Linked DNA regions of Rattus norvegicus: region 2 is linked to region 1. The links are chromatin contacts, called in public Hi-C maps. All regions are on one chromosome and are shown on one strand. Each heading gives the region's core, a stretch centred on a gene start, on an enhancer-like site or on the middle of the called end of the contact. The rest is flanking DNA. Distances are from core to core; before and after follow the strand shown. Region 1 has its middle 90 kb from the start of Phactr1. Region 2 has its middle 120 kb from the start of Edn1.

Evidence for each region. A called contact is a pair of places that touch in the nucleus more often than the background predicts.
Region 2: a Hi-C map of frontal cortex shows a contact between it and region 1, with 3 times the contacts expected there. The contact joins two enhancer-like sites. A contact is called at or near these places in 2 of 12 Hi-C or Micro-C datasets (the A7r5 cell line and frontal cortex).

What each region holds. Positions count from the first base shown.
Region 1 is chr17:22,332,540-22,338,690 of GRCr8, forward strand. No RefSeq gene overlaps it. Among named protein-coding and RNA genes, the nearest start is that of Phactr1, 90 kb to the left of the region's middle. Within about 2 kb of position 3,737, at least 12 of the 93 cell types and tissues checked have an H3K27ac peak or open chromatin away from gene starts, as enhancers often do.
Region 2 is chr17:22,542,869-22,549,019 of GRCr8, forward strand. No RefSeq gene overlaps it. Among named protein-coding and RNA genes, the nearest start is that of Edn1, 120 kb to the right of the region's middle. Within about 2 kb of position 3,198, at least 27 of the 93 cell types and tissues checked have an H3K27ac peak or open chromatin away from gene starts, as enhancers often do.

The DNA.
Region 1 (6,151 bases), core at 2,487-4,986:
TTGTCTGGGGGTATTTTCCTTACTGAATAATTTTAGATTATCTTTTGAGCAAATGGTATGTGGTAGCAATATTGCATTCGATACTGTTGATTAAAAATGTTGCTGTTTTCATGTCACTGGTTGCATGACTTGGCTGGACATAAACTGCACCGTGGCTGTCGTGCAGCTGGAGGTGGCTGAATGCTCGCTCAGTTCTTTCTGTCTTAATGGACTGTGAGGGATTGTTCTCGTTGAGTACGTGTGGCATAAGAATTAACATGGTGGTTCTTTACCTTCCTAATTCTGTGATCCTTTAACACAGCTCCTCACATTGTGGTGACCCCCACCCATAAAACTGTGTCAGCGCTATTTCATAACTGTCATTTTGCTACCATTATGAATCGTAATAGAAGTATCTGATATGAGACCACTAGGTTGGCAACCACTGACTTAACAGCCGGTGTGGTCTGGTATACAATTCATGGTTTTTGAGGCTAAGCCACCCTGACTCTTTTCTTACATCCAAACATCTGTGTTCTTCAGCTAATGACCCAGCACATTTGAGCTCAGGCTCTTGCTGTTTGGGAGGGCACAGTCTGTCTTCCCCCTTCAGGCTGAAGGCTACACCAACAGAAAATCCAGAGTTCTGTTTTCTTAACCAGGGACTCCCACCTACCAGTATCTGTCTGATTCTGTCTCTCTCCAGTGGCCTCAGGTATTGTTTGTGTTTTTTTTTTCTTTTCTGTCTAGTCCACAGTTCACAGTAAGGTCAAGTAGAAAAGTCTGGAAGGATTGCCATCTGTGTGTGCATTCTCCACCCAGAGACCGATTCCACCGCATTTCTAACATCGCAGAGACGCCTCTGCTTCATTCCAGGCAAGGTCTCATGATGACATCAATAACCACAGGTCACTTTTGTCTGAGTCTGCACTTGTATAAGTGGAGCCCTACCATGTACAGTATTTTGGACTTAGCTTATTCTTTTTTCTTTTCTTTTCTTTTTTTTTTTTTTTTTTTCTGGAGCTGGGGACCGAACCCAGGGCCTTGCGCTTGCTAGGCAAGCGCTCTACCACTGAGCTAAATCCCCAACCCTGGACTTAGCTTATTAAATCAGCATGATGCTTTTGAGATTCATGCAGGGTTTTGGGTGTATTTTTGAACCTTTTACTAATGAACAGTGTTCCTTCATATGAATGCACCATACGTCATATACTCGCTTCCCATGGAGAGGCACGGGTGCTATTTCAGTTTGGGATTATCATGAATATAGCTGTGAGATGCTTGTACAAGTCACACTTTTGTGTATATGTGGTACCACTTTTCTGTGATAAATATAGTTGTTTATTATATGGTGACATGTTGGGCAAAGGCTGATCATATCAAGGCCATAAGGGAACAGCTGTTATCCTACCCTCTAGGGACTTTGCATCCATTATGACCTTGTCATACAAGGCTTTCCTCGTGTGTCTGTGGTGACACTGGCATAAATGAGGCTGTTGGCCATATAAAGGTACAGCACATGTGTTCACAACAACGGTGATATTTGACGATGATTAAAGATGACTATTTTATGGTTTATCTGTTTACTATTATACGTCGTTTCTATTTTAGAGCATAATCCTGTGACTTATGAAAAACAGATGTTTCCTGTAACATAAGACTCTATGTGCTGCCGTCCGTGGCTTCCTCCAGCTAAGTCAGATGTACTGCTTGCTTGATTGCGGGGACAGGCTGTGCGGAACACTTGACCTACCTAGATGGTCTCCGTCTGCCTAACCACTCTCTATGATGTCTTCCCAGGGTCGGCATCATCAAAATGTACTCTTAACGACACATGACTATGTGTAGGAGAGGAGTTGCTGGAAGGAAGTTCTCCAAAGTGGCTTACTGTGTTACATTATGACCAGGAGTGCCTGCGAGTTCCAGGTGCTCTGCCTCCTTGCCAACACTTGATATTGTCAGAAGCTTTTGAATTTGGACACTGTAGAGAGTAACCTTAGAATGCCTATGACTGATGACAAGGGATACTAAGTCTTTAGTGTGCTTATAGATTGCTACTGTACTTCTCTGGGAAATGTGTTTATTTGGAATGTTCACCCATATTTACATTTTTAAAAGAATTAATGGATTGTAATGACTATATATTATCAATATGTATATCTGTATGTAATTTTTTTCTGGGTCTATGATATTTCCATTCACTTTTTAAAAGGATTCCATGGAGCTGTTTTTGGTTTAGTTAGCTAGCTTGTTTCTGGTGCTAGGAGTTGAACCTAGGTTTCTTGTTTGTGCTAGCCATGTGCTCTACTACTGAACCACACCCTTGACTGACATATTTGGTTTTTATTTTATATCTTTAAGCCTACCTTTTTCCCCTTTATAGAAACATTTTATTCCGTCCAAGCCAAGAAATATTTACCTACCCAACAGCTACCTCTAACACAATCGAAGAGAATACTGATAGACTCCCAAAATATTTTTCCCTGTCTTTGAAGTGTTGAAACTTTGTATGCTGTCTTTATCTCTACCGCCAAAACCCTTTGAGGTAAAATAAACACTTTTTTTTTGTGTGTGATTTTGGAGCTTTGGGCAAGGTAGCTGAAAAAATGAAATAACATTTATACCATGACGTGCATGAAAAGGTGCTTAATGGGGATTTGAAAAGGTCAATCAACTTGCCCACTCAGCAGCAAACATTGTCTAGTGAATTTAACATGTTGGGCGTATAGCTGTGAGTCTACATGGCGATGGACTTGGATGAGGTGTTGGGGCGTCACTTTGTGCAGTTGCACTGAAGGGAAGATGGGCTCAGCCCAGACAGATGCCTCGATTCTGCCAAAACATATGGAGAGGAACCTCACTTCAGCACTTCGTTCAGAGAAAACAACACTTGAGGATCAATAGCAAGAAATGAAAAATTAGCCAAAAAGACCTTTCCTATACGTTCCTGATTAATTCTTAACAGTGGAGCCATCTCCCCGACCTCCAAGGGCTGCCTTTAGATAAAGTAACAAACGAGACTCCAAGAATGCCAGTTCAATACGTGCCAAATAGGTGCTGGAAGTCGCATTTGCCAAGACCGCCTAGCAGTTCACAGAATTGATTTTAACCAGGTTTGGCAGATCTGTGCTTTCCCCGTGAGAACTGCTTTTTACAGAGTCTATTACGAAAGCGTGTTTGGGGAATGTTTCATGATGAGACAGACTGTGGCAGGATGTCTATTTCGGATGCCTCAGACTTCACAGTCTCCATTATGCGGTTCCCCTGGCTCTGTATGGCACCTGTTGGCTCTCAGGGAAAGGTTTTACTAGTCGGGTTTTTAATGTAGCCAGACTTATAGGTGTTGTCTACTTGTGTCCTCACTAGAATTTTTTATTCCACTTCTATCTCATGTAGTCCAGCCCCCAAGCACTCTCAGCCATGGCTAAACATGAATGCTCTTGTACATTATCTCTAATTTCTAACAGGGGTCTGCCAGGCATTCACCCTGATAATCGAAGACGTTCCAATTCATCAGGAATGTTCATGAATCACGCAAGCCCTGCAGCCAGTAAAGTGGTCTCTGATGATTCACACTGAGGATTGTCTACCAACACAGCTCTATCTTTCTCCATTGGTTCAAGGGCACTCACTATACAATGTATCACAGAAGAAGGAAATTCCAGAACTTAAGCCATTGTCAAGGTAAATATGTCCCAATGCAGTGTTTTCCATAAGAAGCATGATAAGCCGCGTGGATATTTCCTGTTGTTGGTCTGTGGTCAGCCTTGAGTCACAGGCTTATAATTCGTCATTCTGGTCCAGTCCTGTTCCCTCCAGTGGGAGATTTAGATCAGTTTCCATGTCCTGTTTGGGTGAAACAAGACACAAGGTAACTTCTAGTTTGGTTTAAATAGCCCGATTGGAGCGTTGAGCACAAAACCCAACTCCCTTTTCTGTACTTGGGTTATCATAGACTAAGCAGCTAAGAGAAGGTTCATAGAAGCCAGACTTGTTAGGAAACAAGAAGACAGCCTCGTTTAGTTTGTTTTCAGTGACAGACAGTCCTGAGACGAACAAGTTTCATAACCTGGCTATTCTGAGGCTGTTTTATTTATAACCTGAGAGGTACAAAGAGAAAAGCTTGTATAGTTTACAAGAGCATACGCTACTGACTGTCTTCTCAAAGTTTTACAAAATTGCCACGTGAGTGAGTTTTATGTGTGGAAATCAGAAGATGTGGTAAGCCTTGGCTGCTTCACCTCTTCAATCCTCAGAGGTTCAGCACAGCGGCACAGCGCCCACACTCGGCTCTCCTCACACCCCACTCCACCCCTCAAGGCTCTTAGCTCACACTCTTGGAATGTATGCTTCTCCAGGCTCAAGGATTTTGCTTTTCATCTTTTCCCCGCAGAAAGGGTTATTCTTAATGTCCTACCAAGAGCACTTCAATAGAGTCACTGTCATACCCAAGGAGTGTTTCTGGTTATGTTGATAAAAACAACACTGTAAAAGAAACCTTCGGTTATATTGATAAAGAGGGCTTTACAAATGTTTGAAGCCTGCCTTATGTGATAGAGTGTCAGCAGTAGCTTTAAAAACAAGGAGAAAAAGATACTTTATCATCATAATGTATGTTACAAGTCTTAGAAATTGTCAGCTCTATTTCTGTACAGGGAAATTTTATTCAAGGTGCTTTTTCAGGGGAAAAAACACACTTTCATCACCTTTATATTTAATTTAATTACAGACTCATATCCCTGGCCTTACATCTGCCGCATATGTGTTAATATGTGCATGTCTATATATGTATATATGTATATACATATATATGTAGCATGACTACACACACATACATATATATCATTAACTATATATAATGTTTCCATGGTAGTGTGAATTGTAAGTTAACAATGACTTCCACTATGTGGGAGCAGGATTACATGTTCTATGAAGATACTATGTTATTCTATATGAGGAAATTGAACATCAGGGTGCTCTGTTTCCTTGTGGGGGCCCTGGAAACAATCCTAGGGATACTAAGAATGGTCTGTTAAATCATTACATGTATGTGCAATCTACATTAGGCTCTACCACTTATGAATTTTTTGTCAATGCTAATCTATAGTTTTATTCATTAAGAATGAATTCGTTAAGAGTGCCATCAAACACATAGGCACAAATTTAAAACCACCAAGATCAGGATGGGTACATGATTCACTCTTCTTTTGTGTAGCCTAAAACTTAGTCATCTAAAGCCGAAAAAGTACAGCCTGTGTTGGAGGCTGCTCTGAGAAAGGAGATTGTTTAGACAGAAGGGATCAGAATTTTAGAAGTGAAGATGCGTGTCTTGTTTGTCCTGATCACAGATCCAGCATTGGAAGCCCATAGTTATGTAGGGGATAGGTGAGGAACATTTTCAAGAAATCTGTAAGTCTGTCAGGACCCACTGATATCAGAAGTGGGGGCTTACTGAGATCAAGTGTTGCTCTGCTACTGGGAGAGTGACTCTATAGTGTATTTCTTGCAGAAATGAAAGAGAGGGTGGTGGTGGTGGTGTGTGTTGGGGGGGATAAATGTGTGCATGACAGAGCTGGAGAATGGGTGAATGTAGGAATTATGGCAAAACCATTAAGGGAGTAAGAGTAGAGATGGGATGGGAGACAGACACTAGAGTGGGCATAACACTGAGCCTCTCATGGTCTATAGTTCCTTCCTTCCTTCCTGTCTTCCTTCCTTCCTTCTGCTTCCCTCCCCCTTCCTTCTGTTCCTTCCTCCCTCCCTCCCACCTCTCTCTTTCCCCCCCCCCTCCTTCCTTCCTTCCCCTTGCTTCTCCTCACTTTTATCCCCTTAACTCACTTTTAGTTGGTTTGATGAAGTCATTCCATCTAGCTTTCAAGTTGAGTACGATCTAGGGGATAAACAAAAATGACTTTGCTTGTGGCCAGACAGAAGCAAATGGTGGGCATTTCTTTTGACAAGCAGTCCTTGTGTGTTCCGAGGAGGGATGAGTAGAGCCAAGTTCTCCAGGATGCTGGCTCAATTTGTAAGAGCATTGCTGGGCCCTGATCTTGCCAACCCATCATTCAGTCATCGTAGACAAGCCCATCCTCCTACTTCATTAATGATAATACATTCCTTCCCCTCTAGGCACCTGATTTTCAGACTTTGATAACTTCTGCCCACCTCAATG
Region 2 (6,151 bases), core at 1,948-4,447, 210 kb after region 1:
CAAGGAAAGAAAAGAAAAGAAAAGAAAGGAAAGGAAAGGAAAGGAAAGGAAAGGAAAAGAAAAGAAAAGAAAAGAAAAGAAAAGAAAAGAAAGGAAAAGAAAAGAAAAGAAAAGAGAAGAAAAGAAAAGTCACAAGCAGCAGAACCAAAGCATTGGCCTGAGATGGCTTCCTCAACCTGCCTTCTATTCCCACTGCTCCTGAGGCTTGGAGCAGACGCTCACACTGGAAAACAGGACAGAGAACAGAGAAACTGGAGAAAAGCTGCTGGCATGATATCTTGTGGTTCTATGTCTCAAATCATATGCCTCTCACATGAAGAAATACATGTTTTTCCTTCATTTCCAAACCATTGCAAGATGCTTGGTCTTGCTTCTCTCTAAGTTCATATAGCCAAGGTAGTGGTTTCTTCAGTGGAAAACTGAAATAGATGGATAGGTCAAGGCGTTTTTGCTGATTGGGAATTATTCTAGACATGTTTAAGAACTTTAAACTTAAAATATAGAAGATAATAAAAAATGAAATATATGTTTATGTGTGTATATATGATGGAATTTTATTCAGTTATAAAGAAACATTAAATTTACAAAAATAAAAAGATGGATCTAGAAAGCATTTCATGGTGATCCAGACTCAGAGATCCTAATGTTGGTCTATGTGTCTACATGACTGAAGTTAGAAGGGGTTAGAGGATGTCAGGGGAGTCCTGGGGCATATATGACATCAAAGTTCAAAGTAGGCTACAGGGTGTAGAAGAGAATGAGGTGGGTAAAGAGGCAGAGTCAGTGGAAAGAAGAAATCACAAAATCCAATTTTATTTGAGAACGTCGTAAGGAAACCTAATAGTTCATATGCTGTTCTTAAATAATTAATTAAAACTGAAAAAGTCATTTAAAAATCCTTGGGTTTAATTACACTTATAATTAAGCTTGAGAGCATGGTGGGACTTCAGCTATGTCTTCAACCTGCTCCCACCTTTCTCATTACCACCAAATGTCCAGAGAGAACTTGCCCACACCCTCAGACACTGGGACAAGTACCGAGTCACACTGAAGGGAAAATCAGGCTTAGAATGGTATTTTTAGTGTCCTTGTAAAAATTATGTCTTTGGGGGTGTGGAAAGAGGCTCAGAGTTTAAGAACAGATGCTGCTTTTGCAGAGAAACATGGTTTCTTGCTTTTAGTACTCACCTTAGATGATCCAAACTGTTAACTACTGCACTAGAGTGTCCCCACTACAGGGGACTTGACACCTTCTTCTGGCCTCTATTTGCACCCATAAACATAGGAGTGCACACGTGTACGCACACATACATACACACACACATGCACACACACACACACACACACACTCAGGCATGCATACACTCATAAATAAGATATATTTAAGTGAAATTAAAAATAGCTGGCATGTTGGCCCATACCTTTAACCCCAGCTTTTGAGAGGCAGAGACAAGCAGATCTCTCTGAGTTTGGGGAACAGCCTGGTCTGCATAGCAGGATGTAGGCATAGTAAGAGCCTATCTCAAAATGAACAAATAAGAAATATCTGTTTGTCCTCAAAATCTAGCAAAACCCAAAGTGACAAAAAAAATGCCAAGTCAGTTTGTGACGCACTCAGGACACATCAAGGGTTTTGTTGTTGTTTGTTGTTGTTGTTGTTTTGTTTTTTTAAATATATTTAGGTATAATATAGGTCCTTGATACAAACTTAGCCTCATTGTGCGAGGTGCTTTGCCTTGCACTCTATCAAGAACACTTCCCCAGGTTATAGGACTTTATTTTCTTACCACATCATTTTTATGGCTGCTAAATAAAATAAACCACGGTATAAATATATCAGAACTTATTTAAACAATTCTCTTGGGCACAGGACCCTGTTGTTATAAAAACAATGTCATGTCATCCTGGCAAATAAATCTTGCCCTTTGTTGAGATTTTTGTTGTATTACTAAGTTCTTGGAGAGAACTCGTTGAGGTGAAGGTCATGAACATCTGTAGAGCCTTAGAAGCATACAGTCCGATGTTCTTCAGAAAGCCATTCTTTCTGGGCTTCAAAAGGGAGAATATAAGGTGTCTCAGGGCTGCCAGCACGTTTTCTCTCTCTGCTGGAAAGTCTGCCATATGGACAAGCTCAGTACTTGCCTGTTTTGTAAAAAGAGACTGTCAACAGTCCTGTCATGACTTTGAATTTTTAAGGACTATCCTTACCTCATATTCACTGATGGGAAATTTTAAAAATTCAGCCGGACTTGTCCTGACTTGGATACTGAATATCTTAGTTCAAGTCCTAAACCATACACCAACCCTGTGACAAAAGGAGGCAGATGATCTAATACCCCAGGCTGTGTTTCCCCTCTGGGAAAATGAAGGACTTGCCTTATATCTACATGATCTTTCCCTCCTCTGTGTAGCTGTCTTTGTCTTTCTGTCTCTTTCTCTCTTTGTCTCTCTCTTTCTCTGTCTCTCTCCCTCCCTTTCTGGTATATTCAATTATCAGTGTGGGTATTTGTTTGTACACATGCGTGCATATGCGTGTATATGAGGAAGCCAGAAGTTGATGTCCAGTAGCCTTCCTCATTCACCCTCTACTATAAGATTGAGAAACCAAAGTTCAATTAGATTTGCTGACCAAAGCAGTTCAGGGATCTCCCTGTCTCTATACTACTGTGTCCAACCTTTTAACATCTTAACATGGGTTCTGGGAATCAGAACTGTGTTTCTTATGCTTCTGGGCCTCTCAGTTGAGCCATTTCCACAGCTCCAGTATCTGAATTTCATTAAAAATTGTACGACACACCATCTGTTTTAGACAATCTAACAACATACCCAGTAGCACATTATATTCATGGACATTGGCCTCAATCCCTGCAAAGTCCCAAAGTTCCCAAAATGTGAAATGGCTCAAGTTGACCTTCAAGAAGGACATTCCATATTCATGAAGGTCACATGGATTTTATCTCCTTCAGTTGCTGCTATTCACAAATCACAACTGAGCATCTCACAAGAAACTGTACAACCTGTATGTTCTTCCCCTGACATGAGACAGAAAGGTACTGCAGGAAAAGGGGACACTTCATACCAGCCTTCAGGACTGTGACCCAAAACAACATGAGAAGCAGAACTAGGTCTGGGGCAGGGACTGTGTCCAAGTCAGCAGCTCACTTACTCATCCTGAGTAGAAACACCATGTTCCTCAGTTTTCTATCTGGAGAACAGCCCAGAAATGATCCAGTCTCCTTGCCAGATTGAAGAGGCAGCTTTTGGAGGTGAACAACTTTCCCTGTTTGTTCTCTGTGGTAATTTATTATTCTTCTCACAGAATAGCAGTCTCTCCTGAGTAGCTGAGGATAAAGTTGCAAGTTATTCAGTGATAATGTCTGCCATGACGCGTGGCTTGTTCTGCACACAGGGTTTTCAGGTTAGTGAGAACAGAAAACTGTTTAATTATTTTTTTTCCACCATGATAGCTACTGTGTATTTATTGAGAGAGTCTTGTGTTACAGAGACTGAACTAAACACTTGGTATTACTGGCTGTCTTAGCTGTTAAGATGACTGTGTTGAAGGCACATTATCTTACTTTTAAAGCTAGAGTAACAAGCCAGAAAGAATAGGGAATGGAGGGGTTGGAAACTGACTACTGGTCTACCTGACTTCGAAGACAATGTTCAGTTTGTTACATTTCTCCAATTGGGTTTGAAAAGTTGGTCTTCAGCTGGTGGTGGCATTTTTAGAGCTTGAGGAATCTTTGAGAAGTGGGATCTAGAAGGAGGAAATGGGTCCCTAAGTGAGGTGTGTCTTGAGGCTTACAGGCCAGCTTTGCCTCCTGGCCCTGCGCTACTTTATAATGCAACTTACAATTTATCTTAGTTAGGGTTTCAGTGCCGTGAAGAGACACCATGATGACAGCAGCTCTTAAACACAAAAACATTTCATTGGGGCTGACTTACAGTTTCAGAGGTTTGGTCCACTATCATCATGGCAGGAAGCACGGCAGCGTGGAGACAAACACGATGAAGAAGAATCTGAGAATTCTACAACTTGATCCACAGGCAGCAGCAGGAGACTGGGTGTTATGCTGGGCATGAGCATATATGACCTTAAAGCCTTCCTGCACGGTGACACACTCCCTCCAGCAAGGCTACACCTACTCTAACAAGGCTACACTTCATAATAGTGCCATTCCCTATGATCAAACATTCAAACGCATGAATCTGTGGGGGCCATTCCTACCAAACTAACACATAACAATTATCAATAAGATAATCCTATGAGCTCTAATGGGATCTCTAGTTCTGTGTCCTCTGCTATGGCTGATGAGTTTGATTAATGGATTGGTTTGATTAACAGAGGACCATTGCTCAGGGGCTAATGAGCAGTTCCTTCATCCTCTTCAGCATTCTCCTTCTCTCCGTCTACTCCTTAGAGCTCACTCATCACCAACAGAATCCACTGCTTCATATCAACTATTTCAGTTTCTCAAACCTCTCCTTCCTTCAAGGGAAGTCTGCCCTCTAATGATGCAAATGCACTACTGACTTCAAACACTTATTTCTCAGAAACAAAGCAAAGGGCACATCTCAAGGGTGAAGGCGTTGATGGATGTAGAGCTCTAAGGCAGTCACTCTATCTGAATTTATTATTTAAAAGGAAAGGAATCTGAAGCCCAGGAAAGCACGTGGTCACACAATCCTATGAGGAGGATCTGCAAAAACAGACAACATTTGTGTCCCAGTGTGGATGCTCCCCGGGATGCCAAGAATGGCCTGAACTAGCAACAGAGAGCAGAAGAAGAAATTAAGGCACGGCCTGTACCAGCCAAGAAAAAAGAAAACCCCAGCCCTGTTCTAGAACGACTATTAACTTACATTCAGTCGAGCAGAGCTGGAGAATGAATAAACTCTTAAATTCGTATATCTTGACTGACAAGGCAAGTCTCCAGAGAGACTCTAAAAAATGATAACCAACTGCTGTGAAGCAGCATTTGTTGGTCAGGCTTTTGGTGAAGATGGGCTGGATGCAGGGCAAAGGAAATCAGCTTAATTTTCCATTGGTCTTCAATATGCTGCTGGAGTGCTCCACTCCCATTTCCCAGCCCTCTATCGTATTAATCAATTATCCATTTTACCTCTCACTAGTCCTCAAATGACTACATGCTATTTATGAAGAAAACCACCAAGCTAATCCCTGTGCACATTATCCAGCACCTTGGTTGCTATCTATGATAAATGAATAAATAAATATGTGTTATGCTAGGTGCACTTGAGAAAAAGAAAACCATAATTTCAGGGCTGGGGGATGGCTCAGTTAGTAAAGCTTTGCCTGGGTAGCTAATTTAACATACTTGGTAAAGTTCTAGGCCAATGGGAGAGACCCTGTCTCAAACAAACAGAAAAGGAAGATACATGAAGAATAACATCCGATGCTGTCCTCTAACCCGCAAGTGAATGCATACATGTACACATATGCAGTGCACACATGCATGTGAGAATGCACACAGAATATTCACTTACCTTTTTCCTATGCATTGTCTATTCTTAAATATAAACAGATCTTTATGTTCCCACAAAAGTATCAGAAATTTCCCTGCCAACTTCCCTTTTTACTTATATAAACCCTTCACGTGGCTCCTAAATCATTGGGGTATTTACATTTCAACAGAAAAGTGTATGTGGGTGCTAAATCTAGGTGGAGTGGTCATAGGGGCTTACTCCAGAAACTGGAGGACTATACCACTCAGGACCCTATCCTGGTCTCTATTTGTTCCATGTTTTATCAGATGTTACTATGCTGCTAAGTAACAGAAGGTGATTACCAGAAGAACAGCTTGTGTGTGTGTGTGTGTGTGTGTGTGTGTGTGTGTGTGTGTGTGTGTGTGTGTGTAAGTATATACATATGAACATAATGGGAAGTACCATTTTAGGAAGAACAACTACTGTGCTATCCCCTTAAAAACACTGGAAAATTATGGAAGCTCTCCTGGATTCATTCACCCCCCCCAACCCTCATTCTTACTTCTGATTGGAACATGGATATTCAAAACAGACTTCAATCAAATGCTATTCTAATCACCAGCTTGGGGACATGAAGGCATGTCTTAATTTTTCAGGAAGAAGGAATTGGATAAAGTTCCTGTGAAACCGATTAAACCTA